7 separate regions of the Mus musculus genome follow, and all the other regions are linked to region 5. Evidence: chromatin contacts called from public ChIA-PET, HiChIP or PLAC-seq and promoter capture Hi-C data. All regions are on one chromosome and are shown on one strand. Each heading gives the region's core, a stretch centred on a gene start, on an enhancer-like site or on the middle of the called end of the contact. The rest is flanking DNA. Distances are from core to core; before and after follow the strand shown. Region 1 holds the start of Ptprc (protein tyrosine phosphatase, receptor type, C). Region 2 has its middle 35 kb from the start of Ptprc. Region 3 has its middle 17 kb from the start of Ptprc. Region 4 has its middle 25 kb from the start of Atp6v1g3. Region 5 holds the start of Nek7 (NIMA (never in mitosis gene a)-related expressed kinase 7). Region 6 holds the start of Dennd1b (DENN/MADD domain containing 1B). Region 7 holds the start of Atp6v1g3 (ATPase, H+ transporting, lysosomal V1 subunit G3).

What was found. Promoter capture Hi-C pulls out the DNA fragments that hold promoters and counts their contacts. ChIA-PET counts read pairs in DNA pulled down with a chosen protein or histone mark. HiChIP or PLAC-seq counts read pairs in DNA pulled down with a chosen protein or histone mark. Capture Hi-C pulls out chosen DNA fragments and counts their contacts.
Region 1: a contact with region 5 is called in an RNA polymerase II ChIA-PET map of memory CD8 T cells, with 762 read pairs. The contact joins the promoter of Ptprc here to the promoter of Nek7 in region 5. A contact is called at or near these places in 9 of 39 promoter capture datasets (the C10 cell line, the HPC-7 cell line, HPC-7-derived erythroid cells and 6 more), 7 of 484 Hi-C or Micro-C datasets (B cells, CD4 T cells, CD8 T cells and 4 more), 14 of 115 datasets of contacts at active chromatin or transcription factors (the 230-238 cell line, the SCID.adh cell line, Th17 cells and 9 more) and 3 of 9 other capture datasets (adipose tissue, liver and macrophages).
Region 2: a contact with region 5 is called in a promoter capture Hi-C map of liver, with 2.5 times the contacts expected there. The contact joins the enhancer-like site here to the promoter of Nek7 in region 5. A contact is called at or near these places in 5 of 39 promoter capture datasets (the HPC-7 cell line, hippocampal neurons, liver and 1 more), 2 of 484 Hi-C or Micro-C datasets (both in liver), 4 of 115 datasets of contacts at active chromatin or transcription factors (the SCID.adh cell line, bone marrow-derived macrophages, effector CD8 T cells and 1 more) and 1 of 9 other capture datasets (liver).
Region 3: a promoter capture Hi-C map of pre-B cells shows a contact between it and region 5, with 5 times the contacts expected there. The contact joins the enhancer-like site here to the promoter of Nek7 in region 5. A contact is called at or near these places in 5 of 39 promoter capture datasets (the C10 cell line, the HPC-7 cell line, hematopoietic stem and progenitor cells and 2 more), 7 of 484 Hi-C or Micro-C datasets (B cells, the C10 cell line, CD8 T cells and 4 more), 8 of 115 datasets of contacts at active chromatin or transcription factors (the 230-238 cell line, the SCID.adh cell line, bone marrow-derived macrophages and 4 more) and 1 of 9 other capture datasets (liver).
Region 4: a contact with region 5 is called in an RNA polymerase II ChIA-PET map of memory CD8 T cells, with 39 read pairs. The contact joins the enhancer-like site here to the promoter of Nek7 in region 5. A contact is called at or near these places in 9 of 39 promoter capture datasets (the C10 cell line, the HPC-7 cell line, hematopoietic stem and progenitor cells and 5 more), 2 of 484 Hi-C or Micro-C datasets (CD4 T cells and pre-B cells), 5 of 115 datasets of contacts at active chromatin or transcription factors (bone marrow-derived macrophages, memory CD8 T cells, pancreatic cancer cells and 1 more) and 1 of 9 other capture datasets (adipose tissue).
Region 6: a contact with region 5 is called in a promoter capture Hi-C map of liver, with 2.0 times the contacts expected there. The contact joins the promoter of Dennd1b here to the promoter of Nek7 in region 5. A contact is called at or near these places in 6 of 39 promoter capture datasets (the 3T3-L1 cell line, the C10 cell line, cranial neural crest and 2 more), 7 of 484 Hi-C or Micro-C datasets (the G1E-ER4 cell line, Th1 cells, embryonic stem cells and 1 more), 6 of 115 datasets of contacts at active chromatin or transcription factors (astrocytes, effector CD8 T cells, embryonic stem cells and 3 more) and 2 of 9 other capture datasets (adipose tissue and liver).
Region 7: an H3K4me3 HiChIP or PLAC-seq map of bone marrow-derived macrophages shows a contact between it and region 5, with 5 times the contacts expected there. The contact joins the promoter of Atp6v1g3 here to the promoter of Nek7 in region 5. A contact is called at or near these places in 10 of 39 promoter capture datasets (the 3T3-L1 cell line, 3T3-L1-derived adipocytes, the C10 cell line and 5 more), 4 of 484 Hi-C or Micro-C datasets (B cells, CD4 T cells, epidermal suprabasal cells and 1 more), 6 of 115 datasets of contacts at active chromatin or transcription factors (the 230-238 cell line, the SCID.adh cell line, T-cell acute lymphoblastic leukemia and 3 more) and 2 of 9 other capture datasets (adipose tissue and liver).

Annotation. Positions count from the first base shown.
Region 1 is chr1:138,173,700-138,176,883 of GRCm38.p6, forward strand. It overlaps Ptprc (protein tyrosine phosphatase, receptor type, C), which reads right to left and starts at 1,427. Exons shown (of 32, transcript NM_001111316.2): 1 at 1,316-1,427. The coding sequence starts at 1,388.
Region 2 is chr1:138,208,641-138,211,440 of GRCm38.p6, forward strand. No RefSeq gene overlaps it. Among named protein-coding and RNA genes, the nearest start is that of Ptprc, 35 kb to the left of the region's middle. Within about 2 kb of position 1,376, at least 25 of the 459 cell types and tissues checked have an H3K27ac peak or open chromatin away from gene starts, as enhancers often do. A contact at or near this core is called in liver and neutrophils, where this site is marked.
Region 3 is chr1:138,190,357-138,193,337 of GRCm38.p6, forward strand. No RefSeq gene overlaps it. Among named protein-coding and RNA genes, the nearest start is that of Ptprc, 17 kb to the left of the region's middle. Within about 2 kb of position 1,440, at least 151 of the 459 cell types and tissues checked have an H3K27ac peak or open chromatin away from gene starts, as enhancers often do. A contact at or near this core is called in the 230-238 cell line, B cells, CD8 T cells and 9 more, where this site is marked.
Region 4 is chr1:138,247,375-138,250,330 of GRCm38.p6, forward strand. No RefSeq gene overlaps it. Among named protein-coding and RNA genes, the nearest start is that of Atp6v1g3, 25 kb to the right of the region's middle. Within about 2 kb of position 1,582, at least 60 of the 459 cell types and tissues checked have an H3K27ac peak or open chromatin away from gene starts, as enhancers often do. A contact at or near this core is called in bone marrow-derived macrophages, memory CD8 T cells and regulatory T cells, where this site is marked.
Region 5 is chr1:138,618,271-138,621,151 of GRCm38.p6, forward strand. It overlaps Nek7 (NIMA (never in mitosis gene a)-related expressed kinase 7), which reads right to left and starts at 1,487. Exons shown (of 10, transcript NM_021605.4): 1 at 1,282-1,487.
Region 6 is chr1:138,962,152-138,965,091 of GRCm38.p6, forward strand. It overlaps Dennd1b (DENN/MADD domain containing 1B), which reads left to right and starts at 1,558. Exons shown (of 22, transcript NM_001166501.1): 1 at 1,558-1,734. The coding sequence starts at 1,718.
Region 7 is chr1:138,272,383-138,275,302 of GRCm38.p6, forward strand. It overlaps Atp6v1g3 (ATPase, H+ transporting, lysosomal V1 subunit G3), which reads left to right and starts at 1,356. Exons shown (of 3, transcript NM_177397.3): 1 at 1,356-1,465. The coding sequence starts at 1,384.

The DNA of each region.
Region 1 (3,184 bases), core at 177-2,676, 440 kb before region 5:
GAAATATGCCAATATATGATAAAATGTACAATCTTCAATTCTTCTCTATAATTCTCTTTACATTATAACAAAAATCATAGAGAGCTCACGACCTGGGAAGTAGTTGGTGCATTGTGACAAGATTCTGTGGTGCCCTGCATTGTTTAAAATCATCTTATGCCAGATAAACCTCATCCAAGCAAATTCGCAACTTACCTAACTGGATTTTCTTTTGAAAAAAAAATCCATCTTTCCAATTAAAAAGCAAAACAAACTTATTGTGATAACATCAACAAACAAGTATCTGAGGCTGCATTTCTTTTCCAGGCCCTCAGACAACACAGAGCAGACGTTAGCCGGCTTAGTACCAGGGATTTCTTTGGAAACGAGAGGAGTGAACATCAGGAAAAAAATAAAATTGAATTCTGATACAATTAACTATTTTCCCCATTTAAAAGTATCTTAGATTAAACACTACAAGGAGAAATGCCATCTAGCTGTAACTTGATAATCAACTCATGTCTCAAAGAGAAACTACTCCAGAAATAATTATTGACCAGACCAGATATGTAAGAAGGACTGAACCTTCAGTAAGCAGTGCCTGCCTGGTCACCCTGTCCTGAAGGACACAGCATTTGTAGGAATTTTATGAACTGTAACACACGTCTACCTTTTCAAGGCTGTACTCTGTACCCATCACCCAGGAAGGGCGGTGGCTCTACCAGAATTTCCACAGCAGAATTCATAGGAAGCATTATCTCAGAACTAAAATGATTAATTCAAAACACATTCGATGGTAAGACAACACGGAGAGTTTTTAAAGCACCTAATGTGCTCTTCAGCCTTTCTGTAGCTGAGCATTCAAAACCCTATTTTAATAATCATTAACATTTGAGGAAACAACCCTTTGTCTGAAGAGACTGGCTTACACACAAGCAAAGCTGTCTCGTGATTTTAAACCTTTCATATTTTGATCAAAAGCATTAAAAGCTGACTTAATTAACAATTCCTCTAACCATAGCAGATGCAGGTTGGATCAATTGCTTTAGCTACATTCCTGAACAGTTTCCAAATAAAGAGAGACAAAGAGAGTCAACTTTCCTATTAAAGTGTGATCTTTCCCCGAAACATTTATGTATTTTGAACAGAAGCAGTGTATGCTGCCCTCCACTAGGCCTTGTTTCTCTGAACAACGGCAAACTTGAACATGGAGTAACGAATCTTCTTACTTTCAATATCCATCACACGCAACTTTTAAAAATAGCCATTTCAACCTAGCCTTTGCCACAAAATCAACAAAATACAAGGAAGTAAAAATGAATATGGGTGTGCTTACCTGTGACAAAGACTTCTGTGTCCAGAAGGGCAAATCCAAAGGCCAGAAGTTTGAGCCACAAACCCATGGTCATATCTGGAGATCAGCTGTGCCCCTAAGAAATAGGGTCTCCCTGAAAGGCAAAATAATGGTTATCTCTCTTGAAGTTTGTCTCTGTAAAGCTAAGTCAAAACTAAAAGAAAAGAACGCATACTTTGCACTCTGTCTTATCAGATGGGGAGCAAGTTTCCTACTCTCTTACCCTAAGAACAAACCACTTGCTAGCTACATGCACTGCTAAATGGTGATGTCAGATTCGGTTTTACTAACTTCTCCAAAAATACTGTAAAGGGTCCTCTTTGCAGGAAGTTAAAAAAAAAAAAAAAAAGGTCGTTCAAAGTCAGTGCAATGGCTTCTTACTTCCTTAATTCAAGTAATTATGCTGTTAGCGGTTCGTCTCAATTTTCCTCTAAAGGAAAACAGTTTTAAACTATATAAATATTGCTCCTTTTTAATATCTTTTTAAGGAAGCTTTATTCAAAAACAATACATCCCTCCCAAGTCATCAATAATTTTCTTACCCAAGATATGACAAGCTTCCACATGAGTATAACAACATAGGGGTTGGCAAGATAACACAGTGACTAAGCTGGTACGAGGCTCTGAAGTTCGTTGAAGACGACCAAGTGACCCAAACCAACTGTCTTTCTGCTTATGTCTGCCAACTCCTGTTATTTACCATAAGGAGCTCAGACTCAAATGGTATGCCTATTTCCTCGGTGATGTGGCTTTCCTATGCAAAACTACCTTCACTGGCTTTAAAGAGCCTCCCAATTTGTTTTTCAGGGCTGCTGGTGGTGGTTTCATTGAGTTTTATGCAGGTATCTCCTTGAGTGGTGGAGTGAGACTCTCCTCTGTGCATCAGTGAATTCTGCTTCAAGACAGGAGTGCCCCTACATTTGGGGTTGCTCTGTGCTATTTACCAATGAAAGAAGAGCAATGAAAACCAAGCCTTGTCTTTTACAAAGTTAACTTGTTTCTTTTGATCATAGTATTTCCCCACCCCACCACACACATCCCTGATCAATTTCACATGTATATTGAATTTGCATTATTTCCCCCCACTCTCTCTTTTCCCCAGAACCCTCCTATGTCCAAATACACAGATTCATCCCTAATTCATACCATTTATTCTTTAACTTTTATTGCTACACACACACCTACAAATAAACGCATCCCTACACACACATACACTCATACACACACACCCCTACACATGTATACACACACTCACACACACACACACACACACACACACACCTGAAGGTATAACCTACTGAGTTTGTTTAGTGGTGTATGTGTGTGTGTGTGTGTGTGTGTAGATGTGTAGATGTGTAGGTGTGTGTGTATGTGTCTGTGTTTGTCTGTGTGTACATAGGGTTGACTACCTGGTATCACATAACTAGTTAGGGAGCTCACCATGCGAAAGTCTAATTCTTATATTCAGCAGTCCTTAACTACCTTTCATGCTTCATCTTGAGTGGGGGCCTCTGAGATTTCCCTCATGAACTTTAGCATATCAACTGATCTTGTCACCATTAAGGTCTTGCTAAGGTAGTAAGCCATTTATTGAGGTTTCATGATGATACCCTTCCCGTATACCTAAAAGACACTATCTTGTAGCAGACGTCCTGGTCCTCTGGCTTTTACACTCTTTCCACTCCCTCTTCTGTGAAGTTTTCTGAGCTTGAGTAAGTTTCCCAAGCCTTGTGTTACAGATGCATCAAATTGGGTTGGAAACCTCAAGGTCAGTCATTCTCTGAGTTTGACTGGTTGTGGCTTTCTATAATGTTCTCCCTCTACTACCAAAAGAAGACTGAATGAATGATG
Region 2 (2,800 bases), core at 126-2,625, 410 kb before region 5:
AGAACCTATGAATGAGTAGCCAATGACATCAGAAAAGTCAGAAATGTGTAACATTCTAAAATCCAAATACGTAGATGAAATAAGGATGAATCAACTATAACAAATGTTACTAAGATTAAAAAAAAAAAAAGATTTAAAGTGAGATTCAGCATTGAATTATCTCATGGATGAGCCTTCAGTCATTTTCATTTTATTAACAATTAAGATCTAAATATTGGGGGAATTACAAACTTGCTTTTACTGGTTTTCTTTATGTAGAGTGTTAAATCTCAATCTGGAAGCCAGTGGAATGCCGTAGGAGGGATGGAAGACATTCTGAGAAGGTCTGCCATGCCATATGTGGCCATGAAGACCATTGTGGTGGATGGTCTCATCTTTATGGAAGAATGACATGTTCTAAAGGAAGAACTTGGAAGTATATCTTAAGTTCGAGTCGGTGTTTGTTTGTATTACTACTACTGTTATTATTATTATTATTATGTTTTTTCAAACATGGTTTTTCTGTGTAGTCCTGAACTCATTCTGTAGACCAGGCTGGCCTCGAACTCAGAGAGCTCCACCTGCCTCTGCCTGTAGACTACTTTAATTAAAGGCCAAGATACTTGCCTCTGAGTTTATTTTTTATTAATAATTTTTAACCATGTAAATACCCTAAAGGGTACTGTAAATTACTTAGAATAAAAAAAAAACACACACACACACATTTTATTAGAGACCATTATCTATTTTACCACACATACTTCCCTCCATCTGTGACTCAAAGTAGGAAGACAAAACTTCTATTATTATCATGGCGGGAAACCAGGTGGCAGTCAGCAGACATGGAGCTAGAGAAGAAGCTGAGAGTTCTGCATCTTGAACCTCAGGCAGTAGAAGGAGACTGTCATAGAACATAGCTTGAACACAGGAGACATGAAAACCCATCCCTACTTTGACACATGTACTCCAACCTCTTAATAGTGCCCCTACTATGGGCACATGGATCTATGGGGGACATACCCATTCAAACCCCCACAATGAGTTATTCACTATAAAACACATTTCCTATTTCTGAGTTTTGCCTTAGATTATTACTGCTTAGTAACACTAAAAAGATAATTTGAAAAGTAATAGGTATTAAAAAGTTGATGAACCTACATACACAATTCAATATATTGGTTTAATTTCTGTTTTGCAAATGCCTCACTTAAGGCTCTACATTTTTTTTAAGTGGGCTGAGCCTACTCTGTACAGCTTAGTTAATGATTAAGTATCATTGGTGTGGACTTTGACTTTTTCCGGAAAATAATTTCTCAATGAGGCAAATTCAAGAGTCAGTGAGAGACTTGGCTCTGGGATCATGATGAAGTGATGATTAGTACTTGATGTCCTGGGCTCTGTCCCCAGATTCTGGGGCCTTGTCAGTGTAGTCTTCCAGAGCTCCTACCACGGACGATAGAGAAGCTAGCATATCCTTAGAGCTGTCCTTGTCTTCAAGCTTCCAAAATCCTTTCCAGTGCCCTTACTGAAAAGTAACATGCAGTTGGAAATTAACTAACTTTCATCCATATTTTGCAAGTCAGTAGTATAGAAATGCAGTGTTTTTGAGCTAGTGTTTTTAGGGATAGCATCTCTTGGACAAGACTGAAAAGAATAGGTCAAGTGAGAATGGCTCCCTTAGTCTAGATCCCTTAGTTCAAATACTATCTTGCATAGGCTCAAAAGGAAGGAAGCAAGCAAGAAAGAGGGGGGGGGACAGAGAGAGAGAGAGAGAGAGAAAGAGAGAGAGAGAGAGAGAGAGAGAGACAGAGAGAGAGAGAGAGGAAGGAAGGAAGGAAGGAAGGAAGGAAGGAAGGAAGGAAGGAAGGAAGGAAGGAAGAAAGAACAGGGATATGTGTAGGTTAATTGTAAATCTTCACCTTCCTCTCCCCCAGATCCAACCACCGCAGTCTCACCCCAACTCTGTAACAGACCTCCTCCCTTCCTCTCTCTGCCCTCATCTCCAGCAGATCTCAGAGATCTTCTCCAACCTACCTCTGCATTTGCCCCTTTGCCCTTTGCCTACCTCCAGCAGACAAGAAATGAGGTTATATCATGACCTCTGTATTTGGGCTTTCAAAACGTATTTTGTTATTTATACTTAGACTTTAAGTAGAGATCTAGCAGGGCTAGTGTGGGTTGTGTAACTTCCTTAAATGAGGAGAAGAGGGTTAGGCCACCCTTGTAACAAGAGTTGAGTCAAGATTAGGTAGCTTGTGAAGTACGGGGTAAACATATCATCATCTCAGAGATTTAGGGAGCAAAAGTTAGTTTCTTGCTTGCATCAATTATCCATTATCCATTGGCAGGCTCTCTTTCTCTCTTGACCTGCTGCAGTTCCTCAAAGGTCAGCCACTGATCTGCCTTCCAAACTGAGTGGCAGAGAAAACTACAACCTGGAGAATGCTGCCACGCCAGGTTCTTAGTGCTTGTGCTCGGGATCCTGCACCTCTTGATCTTCTGCTGCATTGGATCTGTGACTGCAATGTGAAAACTATTCAGGCTTTAATGGAACAAGTGTACATCCTTAAACCCTCCAGTGATTCTCAGAGTTCCAGTTGGGTTACTGGGCCAGGGTTAGAAACACAGCTACTAATATATAGAGAGAGGGAGAGGGGGAGGGGGAAGGGGAGAACACAAAGAGGAATAGGTGTGGATAGGTAGCTCATCTCCCTTGTAAGGGAGGAAGGACTTTTCTAGAAGTTCATGAAGCAGAAGCCTGGGTTTATGCACCCATCACTGGTAAGAATAACTCCACTAGAAAAGCTAGAGACATAAGGGA
Region 3 (2,981 bases), core at 190-2,689, 430 kb before region 5:
ATATGCCAGTCACCATAAATGAAAGGCGTGGTTAGTATTTCTAAGAAAGAGGCTTTTTCCAACCACCCCCTTTTTTTCTGAACTAAAAATTACAAAGCTGAGAATTGAATTTTGGGGTTTCTCTGGCTACCACATAAATTCTTAGTGTAAAAATGAAACATGCTAAATTCAAGACAAGAAGTATGAAAAATTATGGTACTATATATATATATATATATATATATATATATACACACATATATGTATACACACACACACATGTAGTTTATACAGTGATGTTCTGAAATAATTTGTTTTTAAGAAGTGAGTTGTCTGTTTTCTTGACTTAGAGCAGCACAGATTTTGTGATAGCAACAATATGTGGAGGAAAACTTTCTCCCTCTGGAGGATTCCTGTATTTGCTCTTTGAGGGCTGTGGGCTGTTTTTGCCATTGGTCATAGTATCTCAGGGCACAAAAACTAAGGCAAGAGAAATCCCACACTTGACAGCATCTCATGCTCTAGAAGAGAAAACAGACTTGTAAGCAAACAGTTAAAGGGTGCTGTGACTGGACTATCATGGTGACTGGAGTGTTCTAGCTTGAAGGAGGAAGTGATCAGGGATGCTTGCTGGAGTGGGTGAGTGAGTAGACAGAGAACAGGAAAGGGAATGGGGGCAGCAATTATGGTCCAAGTGTAGGAGGTGGGGCAGGTTAAGGAAAAAGTCACCTAGGAGGCAGAAGCAAAAATAAAGATCCTGGCTGACTCATGCCCACTGGCACGTTAGTGGGAGGGGATGGTGGAAAACCTCTCAGGCTGTTCCCTGAACTTCAGTGAGAATGGGTAGCTGTGGATGAAGGAAAGAACTTCTGATTTTCCCTTAATCCCAGATTCTCACATTTTTGTCTTATAATTGTTTCCCATTTTCTTTCCCTGCTTTGCTTTTATATTGTGATGTTTTAAGAAAATCTTGGTTGATGTATTCATTCACGTTCCTATTCTCCCTCCCTCCCTCCCTCCCTCCCTCCCTCCCTCCCTCCCTCCCTCCCTTCTCCCTCCTTCTCTCTTTTTCCCTCTCCCCCCCTCCTTCTCTGTTCCCTTCCTTTCCTTTCCTCAAGCTCTTACTAGCTCTCCTTTCTCTGCCTTTTCTCCCTGAGCCCAGAATGTGTGTAGTGCCCCAAAATCCTAAGAGAGAGCAGGAATCAGAGCCGGAGCCGAGATGTGTTGAACAGAGCTGCTGGAAAGCAAAGATAAGGAAAGAATTCTTACGCCTAAAACCCATGCATTTTTTTTAAGGCCAGCTCCCACCACAGAGCTCTGTCCATGTGGTCTCCCATCCAATGATGCATGGCAAAGACTGAGAAATCTTGGCCTAGAAGATGTAAAGCAGTTGGTGGAGGGCTCATTGTAGCTCTCCGCAAACTTCTCTCTGCCTTCTGATGTGGGCGGAAATGCTCTCAGCTTGCTGCACTCCTCTAGCCTCTAGCTGGGTGGTGCAGCTGCAAAGCATGTGCTGTGAACCCTGTAAGCTCAAAAGGAGAGGCACGGATCCACAGCTGTGGCAGGAGCCGAGGGGCATGGGAGACCAGAAGCTTGGTGGCCTTAGCAGTAGCAACATGGGGTCTTCTGTGTCACTAGAGAGAGCCTTTCTGATCCACAATGCAAAGGACCTTGGAGCCCCAGGTTCAGAGATGTTTATGTACAGCCTCTCAGATGAAGTCAATGGCTTCCTCCCTGTTGCAGGCTGGGGTGAGAAGAACCCACACTCACAGGAAGCCAGCGGTTCCCCTTTTAACAATGCCTGCCCCCAGCTCAGCCTTCTTACCCACCTTCATAACTCTTTGTACTAAACAGGGAAGCTGAACTGCTTGCTGCAATCCCATCCCTTGTCTGGGACTTCCTCCTGGGAACCTGGAGGAGGTAGGGTTGCTGGAGCAGGAAGTAACAGACTGGGTTGCATAGCACCCAGTGAAGTTGAATATCAAATTTACAGATGTATGGGTTTGGTCCAACGCCTGGGTTAGCGTTCCCCTGGGTGTTGTGTGGTGGAAGTGAGTTGCAGAAGTGTAATTCCTTCCGCATGACAACATCTCAAAGTTCACATGCATATTACAAGCACATTAGGGCCAGCAGCTCTTCCCATACAGGGAAGGCCTCCTCTAGTACCCCAACTCACATGTATGCCTTACAAGTCTACCTCCTGTCCCTGATTCATCATCATTCCAACTCCATATAGGAGAGATTGGGTATGCTCAGAATGATACTGACATAGACCCATCTCCATACAGGACCATCTTCATTTAAATGTAGAAGGTGGGACTTGGGAACATCAGGAATGGGTTGAAAATCTGCACTGTACCTGAAGACATGTGTGAAAACCTCATTACAAGAGGTTAATTGTTTCTGTGATGTCAGGAAGGGATTTGAAAGGAAAAACGCGGCACACTACATGTTCATCCTGCCCACCAGCTAACACAATCTGCCCTGTTAGTTGTGCCCTTGTGTTGCTGCTGATCCATGAGTGAGCTACCTGAAGCCCATGCACCAAAAACCCAGCCCAATGGCTGGAAAGACAAGTCATCAATTATAAGGAACATTTACTGCTCTTGGAGAAAACCTGGGGTTTAGTTTCCAGCAGCCACATGGCAACTCAGAACTACTTGTAAAACTGATGCCTTCTTCTGACCTCAGCAGGCAGCAGGCATGCTCCCGATGCACTTACATAACTGCAGACAAAATACTCATGAAATAAAGATAAATAAATCTTACCCCTCCCCCAAAACACTCACATTTGCTTGGCTACAAGATAGTACTGCTCTGGTTAGTAGTCCCTGTAGGTGGCTATAAAAACCAAGTTGGAATCTGCTTTTGTGAAAGAACTCACTTGGACCTATAGTTCCTTGATGTTGTCTCAAACCCTGGATAATTGGCTGCAGATAATTGAACCTGGCAGCCATGCTCCCAGCATCCTTCAGTCCCTACCTGTTTCAGAGTATGGCATA
Region 4 (2,956 bases), core at 332-2,831, 370 kb before region 5:
CAGGGCCAATGGAACACTGGGAATACAGAGCTAGGGATATTGGGATAGAGGAACAACATTCTGAGGGGTTAGCACAGTAATATATTGTTTTCCTCTAGGAGTATTGGCCACACAATCGAACAGTAGCTAAACATTTAGAGGGTTCACAGAGAAAGATTAGAATGTTGAAGCAAACAAGCGATTTTATGGAAGGATCATGGACTCTACCAGACGACCCCTAGAGACAACAGCTGAGTAGATGCTAAAGGATGAGGAGGGTTGGATGCAGGGAAATGGATAGACAGGAACAGAGGAGAGCATAAAGCATCATCTACAACATCATCCCGGTTTTGTAAAACCGAACGCTTGGAAGAACAGAGCAAAATGCTAATGTGGTTACTGCAGGATGACAGAGTTATGAGCCCATTTTATTTTATTTTCCTGTCTTCTGTATTTCCTAAATTTTCTTCGTGGAATATATATTGCTTTAGTAATTGACAGAAAATTCAAAACAGATGTAGTAGTCCAGAAATATGGGAGTAAAACCAAACAGGTAATTAAAGACAATCATTCCCAGACCTTGAGAATGGAGAGTGATATCCGGCACCCTGGAAGCATCAACAACTGCCCTTAAGGAGGGCTGACTTACCACAAGCAGCCCTCCCTTCTGCCTACCTTCCTGCATAGAAACACATATCCAAACTGACAAATACGTGCACACACCATCACACACACACACACACACACACACACACACACACACACCCTGGAGGCTCACACACACATGCATACATACAAGCAGAGAGAGAGAGAGAGAGAGAGAGAGAGAGAGAGAGAGAGAGAGAGAGAGAGAGAGAGAGAGAGAGGTCTAAAGCAGAAGGATGTACACACACTTCTACACTTCCTTTTTTATGACAGGAAGCATTCAATAGGACTAACATCAGCAGCCACACCCATGTGTCTCTGAGCTTCTGCTTGGCTCTGGGTAGCTTTGCCTGCGCCTGTTTCTACCTTGGGTCGTGGACACTAGCAAGTGTTGAGATATTGGGGAAAGTAATGGAAACCAAAAGCATTCCTTGTTGAGTAATTTCTGTGTCTTTCTGCTTCTATCTTCCATCCCTACTTTTATTACAATAAAACATTTAGGAAAGAGGAAAGTGACATTTTTTTCCTGGTCCTATGATTTGACAAAATGATAACAGGTGTTTCCCTTAACAAAATTTTAGTATGTGTCTTCAAGAAACTGATCAATGTCACTATTCAGATGTTGTGTTACAAAATTTTCCTGAGATCACATGATCACACACACACACACACACACACACACACACACACACACACACATTCACATACATCTATTCATCCCAGATAGGTACTCTAAACAGACCAAAGTATAGATACCACCAAAGTCCAAGTTAATGAGATTTCTTTTTGGAGTTATTGACATGAGTAAAAATGACTCACAGACAGCTACCCCAATAAAGCACACTCTAGCACGGGCAACAGTACAGAAAAGCTGGTCACCTGGAACACTCTGCATAGCCTACAGACAGCTCACTAGGTTAGCGTGTCCTTTCCATTTGACTGATTTGTCTAAAGGTCTTCAGGGACTTTCTGCTGGTTTCTGCTGGTTTAGGTGTGGCTGTGATCTGAGAGTCCTCTTTGCAGCTTGGCTTATCTGAGAGTGACTCACAGCAGTTTGGACTGTTTTGCCTTGGGAGGAAGGGACCTAGTGAATTTGGTCAGTTTTGGGAACTTCCTGAAGCTGTTTTGAGTTCTTTACCTTCTTGCCTTAAGGAGTTTTCCCTACTGAATGGAATGTTCATTCCAATCTGGATGAAACAACTATGCAACACTGGGCAACTGGAAGTTTCCCTTCTAAAGACCACTTTCTGAATTCACTAGCTCTCAGTTTACACCTTCCCACAATTCCACTTTATATCTACATAGTGTAATACATAAAATTAGGAAATTTTGAAATAGTTACTGAATTCAAGGGATTATATTGTGTAGATCATTCAATCTTTTATGACTTACTTTTGATCCTCATTTTTCTATGGTTCCTAGGTCATGGTTTTATTTCGTTAAGGAATACTTATCCTACAGCATCTCAGGGCACTTTTTTTTCTTTAGTTGCATGTTTCTTTAGTGACAAGGGGAAATGATTTATTTGAGATCCAGATCCTAATTTTAAGTACAACTTGGGTTGAGTGTGCCTTAACTGTAGGGGATGGGGTCTCTAATCCCACTTTGGTTATGGTATGCTAAACTACCTACTCTGAATGACATGGCTCTTAACAACCTTTCATCTGGAAAATGCAATTCACAAAAGCTTTAAAAGTGTGAACTGTATAGAAAACTAAGAGAGGACCACAGGGAAGGTTCTAGATAAGCAGGTTTCAGCTGGAGCAATAGAAATCACTTTGGATCAAAGAAAATGAAGTCAAATCCCTCCAGTAATCAGATGTGTGTGTGTGTGTGTGTGTGTGTGTGTGTGTGTGTGTGTGAGAGAGAGAGAGAGAGAGAGAGAGAGAGAGAGAGAGAGAGAGAGATCTTCCTATCTCTGACTGCCATAGCATTGGTGTTATAGGTGTGCACATAGCCATAGCAGGCTGTTACATGGGTGCTGGGGAATCTGAACTCAGTACTTTAGCCACTAAGCCATCTTTTAGTAAACTATATTTTTAAAAAAATAACACTTTAAAAACATAATCTTTGGAAAAGCTAAACATTGCCCTCCACTAAAAATAAATTGTTTTGAAGAGTTGATTACTCAGAGTGGATACAGTTCATGGTACAGTAGTTGCCAAGCCAGGAGAAGCTTTCTTCCTTCTACTGTGTTTTCCATTTTCACATCTTTTGCTTATTTGAGGTTACTCAACTTGTGTTCAAACAAGTCCCAAAGAAAACATTACTGAGGGAAAAATCTGGTTCTGTCTGCTAAGATGTCAGATCTGGACTATCTTGGAATATTAAC
Region 5 (2,881 bases), core at 237-2,736:
TCCAAAGGCCCTCCTCTCATCATCCATTTTTCTGACCCTCTAAGAAGTAAAGTTTCCCTCCACACGCCCCTACCCCTCGCCAGCCGAAGCAGAAGATGCAACGGTTTGGGATGTAAAGCAAATTATGGTCCGGGTCTCTCGGAGTGGTGGCAGATAGCTGTGAAGATGAAATAACTGCTTAGGTTGCATGTTAGTTCAATAAAGTGCACTGGCCATCACGAAATACTGCAGCCATGAATACTAGTGAGAAATGCTACAAAGCACTGCAGGCTTTATCTTTTATTCATCATTTTCAGAGTTTGTCCGGTTGTCCCAAACTATAAATTTTTGAGTATGAGTACTAAACCTTTCTTGGATCACATCAACATCCCATCGTCTAGAAGAGAACAGATTTATAATAAGCTTATTCGGAACATTATTCTGTAAAGCAACTCTATCAAAGCACACCGTCATGAACGTCAGTTCCTCCCGGGAACTGCAGATTCCTTGGAGGAGAAACTAAAGAGTGGTCCTAATAATGCTCTATAAACTGCGGGCATTGAATCCAATTACAACCTTTAAAGTTAGTAATCTCAAAAAGAAAAAAAAGTCCTTTACATCTCTAGATTGTTTTTGCTATATTCAGTTCCATCACCAGAATTGTAAAGGGCACAAAACATATCTTACTTTAAAGTAAATATATTCTTAGTGTTTAGCGCGGGCAAAGACTTAGGCTATTCGAGTATAGTATGTGAGTCAATAAATGTATCTCTTGTGGGTCTTCCAAGGCCTCTAGCACCAGGCGGAGGCTATCGACATTGCTTAGCAGCATCTTCCACGGCCTAACTTCACCTTCGCCCCACTGGGACTCAGCTCATACTTTGCTGCATCCCAGCCCTGGATCGGTTTCAATCGGACCTCGACCTGACTACCCCACCACTCACGCTCGACTGACTCCCCGGTCCGTGAACTTCACTTTTCTAAACTGGGCTGCAGCCGAATCGGTTGAGCCAATCCTCGAGCTGTAAATAGCCAAGGTGACCAATGAGCTCAGCCCGGAGGCGGGTCTTCGCTGGAGTTCCTCCTGTCGGAGCCCGGAGACCTGTTGCCGCCACCACCACCGTCGTGGAGCTTCCTGGGGTCGAAGCGCCCGGACTCTGAGCTCCTGCAGCCAGCGGCCTGCACCACGCTCCGCCAGTTGCAGGCGTCCCGGGCGGTCCTCGGAGGCACGAGAGCCCGAGGCCCCACGCGGCCCGCCCGCTCCCCGCACCGGCCCCACCCGGCCGGGCCGTACATACTCACCGGGGCGCCGGGGCAGCTCGGTCTACGCGGGCTGCAGGGCTGCGGGATCCGGGGCCGATCGCCTCTCCCCGCGCCACTGCAGGCGCCGGCTCCCACCCTGCTCGGCCCGCGCTTCCCACTGCGAGGTTAGCGGCGGCCCATCCTCCCGGCTCCGCTCCTCCTCCGGCGGCCGCGGCTGTCAGGAGGGTAAACATCCCGGCATCCCCGAGGAGAGGGCGGGCCGCCGCAGGCCCCTCCCCGCGCCCGCACCCTGCTCCGGAGCCCACGCTACCACTTTCCCGAGAACTGGGGTGTGCCTCGCTTACGGCGGTCGACCCCTGCCTCCAGATCGGAGTTTTTTGATCCCACTTACCAAGTAGTTTAAGCTGCCTCTACATGGTGTCAGTGCAGGCAAACGAGAGTTTTCCCGGAGTCTGGCTAAGCAAATCTAGACTTTAGCGTCCCAGTTTTAAGAAAGCTTTTCAGGACCCTTCCGAAAGTTGAACTAGTTGGTAGGTATGCAGAATCTTTGGGATACAGGCACACTCACAAAGTGGCATTACAAAAATATTACATTAGATAAATTCGTTTACACGTCACATATTTGCAATATGGGTCTCTCCCTAGTACATGGAGCTTTTCAAAAGCAAAGCTTTGATTCCTACTGTTCCACTAACCAGATTTGAACGAATGGAGCGAACAGCTAGGAGGCAGTGTAGAGTCTGTCATACCTAGATGCTAATCATTCAGTGGCCAGTCGCTTAACTTATCGTGGTCTTTCTTGGAAGTCAGCCTTAACGCCTCTCCTTAGAAACAGACGATGACATACAACAGCGTGCTTGAGCACAGATCTTAACCATTTGATATCAGTAGGCCTTTTTCTGGTTTCGTTCCCCTGCCAAGGGAATAGAGCCAAAAAACAACAACAAGAAAAAGCGGTATTATAGCTCAAATGGATTAAAACAATAGAAGCAAGATTTAGAAAGTTTGGGCCAGCAAGATGACTCAGGAGTTTGATTCCCAGGACCCACAAATTGTTTTCTGACATCCGTACTGCAATGTGACACACACACGAATGCAAGTATGTGAAATATAATTAGAAAAGAATGCAAACGTTAATTTTAGTAAGAAAATTAAATTTCAAGAGGTGACGTTGGGGCAAGTGCTTAATCGGTACAGATTTGCCAGGTGGAGTTCTACAATCAGCTACGTGCAAGAGCCCTGCTCTCATAAAACTTAGCTTCAGTGAGGAAGTCCAAATTACCTAATGTCTTTTATATCTATTTCATAGAGAAACAAAGCTCGGGGTGTGAGTGCTCCTTTAAACATGTTTATCAGGGAAAGTCACTTGGAATTTGAGCAGAGACCTGAAGATGTGAGAAAAGGAGCCATGTGACTGTCAGGAAGTAGACTGTTTTACCCAGGAAATGCAAGGTTACCCTGTCAGGCATGGGTTCGCCATGTTGGAGAAACAGCCAGTAAGCCTATGCAGGTAGGATCCAACTTAGTGAGCAAGGGAGAGAGGCTGGTGGAGTAAGAAAGGGTGAACTATCAGATGTGGAACTTCGAACTCTTAATTTTTATTCTGAATGAAATGGAAATTCATTGCAGGTGTAAGTTG
Region 6 (2,940 bases), core at 308-2,807, 340 kb after region 5:
TGTTTACTTTGGAGAAGAATTAATTATAATGAAAGAAGAAACTCTCACATTTCAGGAACTCTTGGGGCAGAAGTCGTTTTTAGTTACAGAATTTATTTCAAGTCTTTCTAGTAAGCTAACTTGTTAGTTAGGCAGCAAAAATCTTTATATGGGAAAACCATATAAACATGGTATAGTTGGCCTAATTGTGAAACTGAAATTCACTGATTTCTCCAAATATCTCACAAGAAGCATTGCAATTTTAAACTTGAACAGCACAGTCCTCATGTGACAGGCGAATCATAATTCCCATTTTACAAATGTAGGAAGCGAGAAACTGAAGTTAATATCCCACGCCAAGACAAGCTGTGACAAAAACAGTATGCTCTGACATTTTGTTTTGTTTTTCAACCACATTGGGAGCTCATTTTTTTTTTTTTTTTTTTAAAGTAAGAGGTTTGTGGCTGTGGACTATATCTTTCTATCTTGATGGAGCAACACCGTTTTTTTTTTTTTTTTTTTTTTTTTTTAGCAGGAAAGTATAAGATCAAATCTAGTCTTTATTTTCCAAGGCTCCGTGTCTGACTTTTATGTGTCGTGACTCATACCACATTCATACCATGTTGGTTTCCTCATTCTCGTACTTTCTGTGTGGATGGATACAGTCTGAAGTAACCCTTACTGCATGACAGTCACTCTAGCCTTGTCAAGGGGGAATGCTAGCTGGGAGAAAGCCTTCTCCAGTCCCTAAGGAGTCTGTGTGACTCTCCAGCCCTGGACAATGTTTTCAACGTCTACCATAAATCTTTCTAAATGTCTTCTTAGTAGATCCTGCATCTGAGACAGCAGCAGACGAGGCAGTAAGAAGCCACAGTAAGAATCAGCAGCAGCTGAGCTTGGTTAGATTCCAACTTTGCCACTGCCTACTGCTTCCTTATCTCAGATCCAGTCTCTTGCTCTGGATTAAGGTACCTACCTATAGCTCAGGTGTTGAAAACACCAAGCCAGTGTTTGTCACTGCTTACAGAAACACATCAGGTTCCACCTCCTCCATCCTTCGTGGTGCCCTCTCAGCTCCCCTAGAACGACACTCTAGGGGGCCTGCTACTGTGTGTTCAAAAGTTAAGTCCCTGGCTGTGCGTCCGGTGTCTGCGGCAGGAATGTGTTTCCCATATGTGCCGGCAACTGGAGCCTGTCCTTGAGCAGTTTGGCAGAGCTGGTTAGCAGGTGCATGAAGTCTGAACATTCCTGAATCAGGAGGGGGCGGCTCTGGGTTTCCGAGAGAGCACTACCGGGGCCACGGGCAGGAGTGAGGCGGAAGTCAGAGCATCCACTCGAGCTCCCAATTTGCAATGAATGGGAGTCGTGATGTGGGAACCCCGGGGCAGAAGTGCTTTCCCAGGCCGGGGATCGCAGGAGCCGGTGCCCAGGACAGCAGGAGGGCAGGTCCTGCCCGGAGCCCGCGCGGCCAGGTGCAGCCGCCGGGCGCGTCCCCGTGCGCCCCCTCCCCCTCCCGCCGACTTCCTGGTTCGCGGAAGGTGGCGAAGCCGCCGCCGGCCGGGTCGCGGGAACCGAGAGGCGGGGGCAGGGGCAGGGGCGGGGGCGGCGTCGCCGCGGTGCTGTCCCCGCGAGGCCGCGGAGGGCGCCGTGGGCCAGCCGCCGCTCGGAGCAGCGCGTCCCGGACGGCGTGCGGGCGTGCGGGCGCGGGGCGACGGCAGCCCCGCAGCGACATGTGACCATGGACCGCAGGACCAGGTGAGCGGCGGCGGGGCCAGGCCTCCGCGGCCCCGGGTGCGGCCTGCCCGGTACGGCCCGCTGCGCGGAGGTCGGCGCTAGGCCGCAAAGCCTGCCCGGCCGGCGACCGGTCTTCCCCGGGCCGGGTCGGCCGTGCGCCGCGGCGGGCGGGCGGGCGGGCGGACGGGCGGGCGGCTCTGCGAGCGGTGGTTAGGGAACCGCTCCCCCGGCGTTAGGATCGCCGTGGTTCCCTTTAGGGTGATTTTTCAGGGTGGCCAGGGTTGCTTTCTGATGCTTTCCCTTCGTTTAAAATGAAAGCGGTGTTTGTTTGTGCAGCCGCTGAGTGTGTGTGCTGCTTGCAGAGTGGTATATGCACTAAGGTGGCTCTTCACCATTGGCCATTTTACTTGTAGGGAGTAGGTAAAAAGCAATTTGAATAACGGTGGCGGCTCTGCTTGGAGGTGTCTTAGAGATGGGTATTTGCAGCTTTTTCTCTGGAAACTTTACTTTGGGAAGAAATCTCGTCTTCTTTGACCGCCCCCTCCTCTTCCGTTCTACCTCACTGTGTGTTAGAGCCACAGTGAAAGGCCCTGTAGATTGCAGAGAAGTATTACCGAGTCAGGATTTATTTACCTAAGACAAATTCTAAATATCTTATGAAGATAGAAATGTTACACATTTTAGAATATTTCCTTTAATATTTGACACCATAGAGGACAGGGTGATTAAAAAAAAACACACAACTTACTCTTTGGACAATTTATTGTACTATGAGGGAATTAAAAAAAAAGATAGCTGGAGCCCGGTTTATGCTCATGAAACAAGTTAATAGCGGGTGGGATGAGGAAGTGGAGAAGTGGATATTTATAAATTAATTTGTATGGGTTGTCTTTCCCTCCAGTTCTAAAGAATGTCATGTTATATATATATATATATATATATATATATATATATATATATATATATATATATATTTAAAATCAATGTTTGTTTAGAAGTGAGAGATAGCATTAATATCTTAAAGAAATTATGTATTAAACAAGCCAATGTACAAAGGCACTAGTCTTAACAGGGTAATTGAAATATACACCATCACTTTTGTGCATTGTGATGTCTTTTCCTTTAACAGTCCCCTGCCTCTCCCTCCCATTATGGTCAAACCCAAGGCTTCAAGCACTCTAGGGCAGATACTGTGCACTGGTGAGCTACATCCCCAGACTTAATCTT
Region 7 (2,920 bases), core at 106-2,605, 350 kb before region 5:
CTAGAAAATATCATCCTGAGTGAGGTAACCCAGTCCCAAAAGAAAACACATGGTATGTACTCACTGATAACTGGATACTAACCCAAAAGTTTGAAATAACCAGGATACAATTAACAGACAACATGAAGCTGAAGAAGAAGGAAGATTAAAGTGTGGAAACTTTGGTTCTTCTTAGAAGGAGAACAAATTACTCACAGGAGCAAATATGGAGATAAAGTGTAGAGCGGAGACTAAAGGAAAGGCCACCCAGAGACTGTCCCACCTGGGAATTCATTCCATATACAGTTACCAAACCCAGGCACTTTTGTGGATGCCAAGAAGTGCATACTGAAAGGAGCCTGATATGGCTGTTTCCTGTTCCACTGGTATAGATGAGACACTTGAAAAGATTAGGAAAAAATAATCTTTGAAACCTTAAAAGGCTTGGCCCTCCTTTTTAAATTTGTGTTTAAATCCAGGCACCTATTGGAAGAAATTGCACCTGACAGACTAAGTGACAGAAGTTTTTCAAGCTGAAGTCCATGAAAAACCCACTGGTGGGTCATACCATCTAAGTGAAAAAGGAACCAACCCCTCCTTTCCAATACAAGCATTGGATGCATAGAAATGTTACGTTGCATTCTTTACTTGAGTAGCTTTCTTATTTGTCTCTTACTGTACAGAATCAGGTGAAATATGTGGACATCACTGTACATTGTGCATAGATGGACATAGATACAAAGTAACAGAAAAGATATGCCTAAACTAACCTCAAGTGCAGGACAATAATCCCTCCTATTGTTGCCTGAAGCACTGTAGTAAGATCATCATGAACTCCAACAAAGCCTTACAAGAGAACAGCATAAGGTGCCCTAATGGTCTTCCTTTTCTACCTGAGGCCTAGGACAAGAAGAAAATAGATCTTCACCCACAAAGACAGACAATCTCTTTCCTTGAAGAAGGAAAATCAATTTTCCTCAAGCAGATAATTCAATCACAGAGACAGATAAAGGCCTGAGAAATTATTGCAAATACAAGGTGCAGGGAGAAACATTGTAACCTGAAAGGCAATTCAGCAACAGGTCAGTATTGGGATGTGGGGGTATATGGTGGCAAATATTGTTCCTAGAGATGTCCTACCTATTTCTTTAAGGAAACCTGGGAGCCCTGTATAGTTGCCTTGTTAATACAGAGCTCAAGTCAGTGACAGTGAATTGCCAGTGTCTTGGAGTCACTAACTTGTTTTCCTGGATTCCTCCTTGAGCTCACCTTGGCATCCAACTCTTTGATCCAATCAGGCAAGTTTGGAACAAACACCTATGTGTTCACTGTTGACAAAACAAGTTGAAAAGGACCCGTATCTCCCAGCTTCCACCGAAGTCACCTTCCTTGGAGCAAGACACCATGACCAGCCAGTCTCAGGGGATCCAACAGCTCCTGCAGGCAGAGAAAAGGGCCAAGGACAAGCTAGATGAGGCAAAGAAAAGTAAGTGTCACCCAAGGGGCTGGTCAGAAAATGCAGAGGGACGAGGGAGAGGACCATGGGAGTCCTTGTCAAGCAGACCTGGATTTGAACTGTGATGTTACTACTTTCCTAGTGAAACCTTAAGCCATTAGGAGGAACTCTGCAGCTGCATGTTCCACACTCCACACCAGGAAGGGGTTTTTGTTAATTGGGGTGGATGCTTTTGAGAGGCCGTGTGCAAAATGAATAGCTCTGAGGTTATGGATATAGGCTTAAGCCTACCTCTGCATCTTCTTTTACACACTTACACCTCAGTTGGCACCATACTGTGAAATGGTGTAGAGACAGGCAACTTTCTGATCAAGTCCATCACTAAGCAGTAACTCTTTCCCTTCCTTGTGGTGAATTGGTTTCTGAACACCCAGCCACGTGAGCACCAACAACAGAGGAGAAGATTCTAATAGGAGTGACGGCAAAGAAAGGGAAGGAGGAAGACAAGTTAAACCAATTTGCTTGATGCTTTTTGAGCAGCTATTTACAGTTTCATTAAATTGAGATAACGTTTAACAGCTTGCTTTCCCTCTCTGGGTAGCCTTTTACATCCCAACATCTTAAATGTCTCTGTTTTGGTCTCATTTGCTGCCTTCTGATTTAGACATATATATCTATGTTTGCATGTGAGTGTCTTTAACTTTCTTCCTACTCTTATTGACATGCACGGTGTGAGTAAGGCATCAAAACTATTTCTAATTCATGAATGCAAAAAATAGGTTTTATGATTTGCCCAAGGCAATATTTTAAAAGACAAAAATACAACATCAGCTACCATGCTCAGTATTTATTTTGTTTACTTTTCACAATGGTCTTTGTGGAAGGAAGACATGATGCTAAGCAGCATTTTTAGGATGCTCACGGTCACACAGAGAAGACTTGGAACCAATAGGAGTTGGACCAGGTCTCCATCTGCAGCCAGCTCCTAAACAATGCAGTATAGACATTTCATATAGTTTTTATACAAGACTGACATCTTGAATTCTGGTTCCCTAAGCCAAGATCTATGTTTTTCCAGGATTCTCTCTATCATTTACTAATATGTAACAATTTGAAGTGTCATTCATCTTTATAGCATTTTCCTGCTTTGTCTGCAGATAGATTCAAAATCGGATAGGAAGGGGGTTGCAGTGTCTCTAAAATGTTGCTTATGTGACTTCTGGGATGTCAGACAGGAAGCAGGCAGACAGTGTTCATTCTCTGGTGTTTGCAGTGGCAGTAAAACCCTTCCCCTTTCTTATGGTGAATTGGTTTCCGAACATTCTGCCATGTGAGCACCACCACAACTCTAGAGGGGTGACAGCAAAGGCAGGGAAGGAGGAAGGTACTTAAAACCATTACTAACACTCTATATCCTTTTGCCATGACAAAACCATGCATGCAATCGCAAGAGAGTGTGAATGCAATAATGTTACAGAAAGGCAA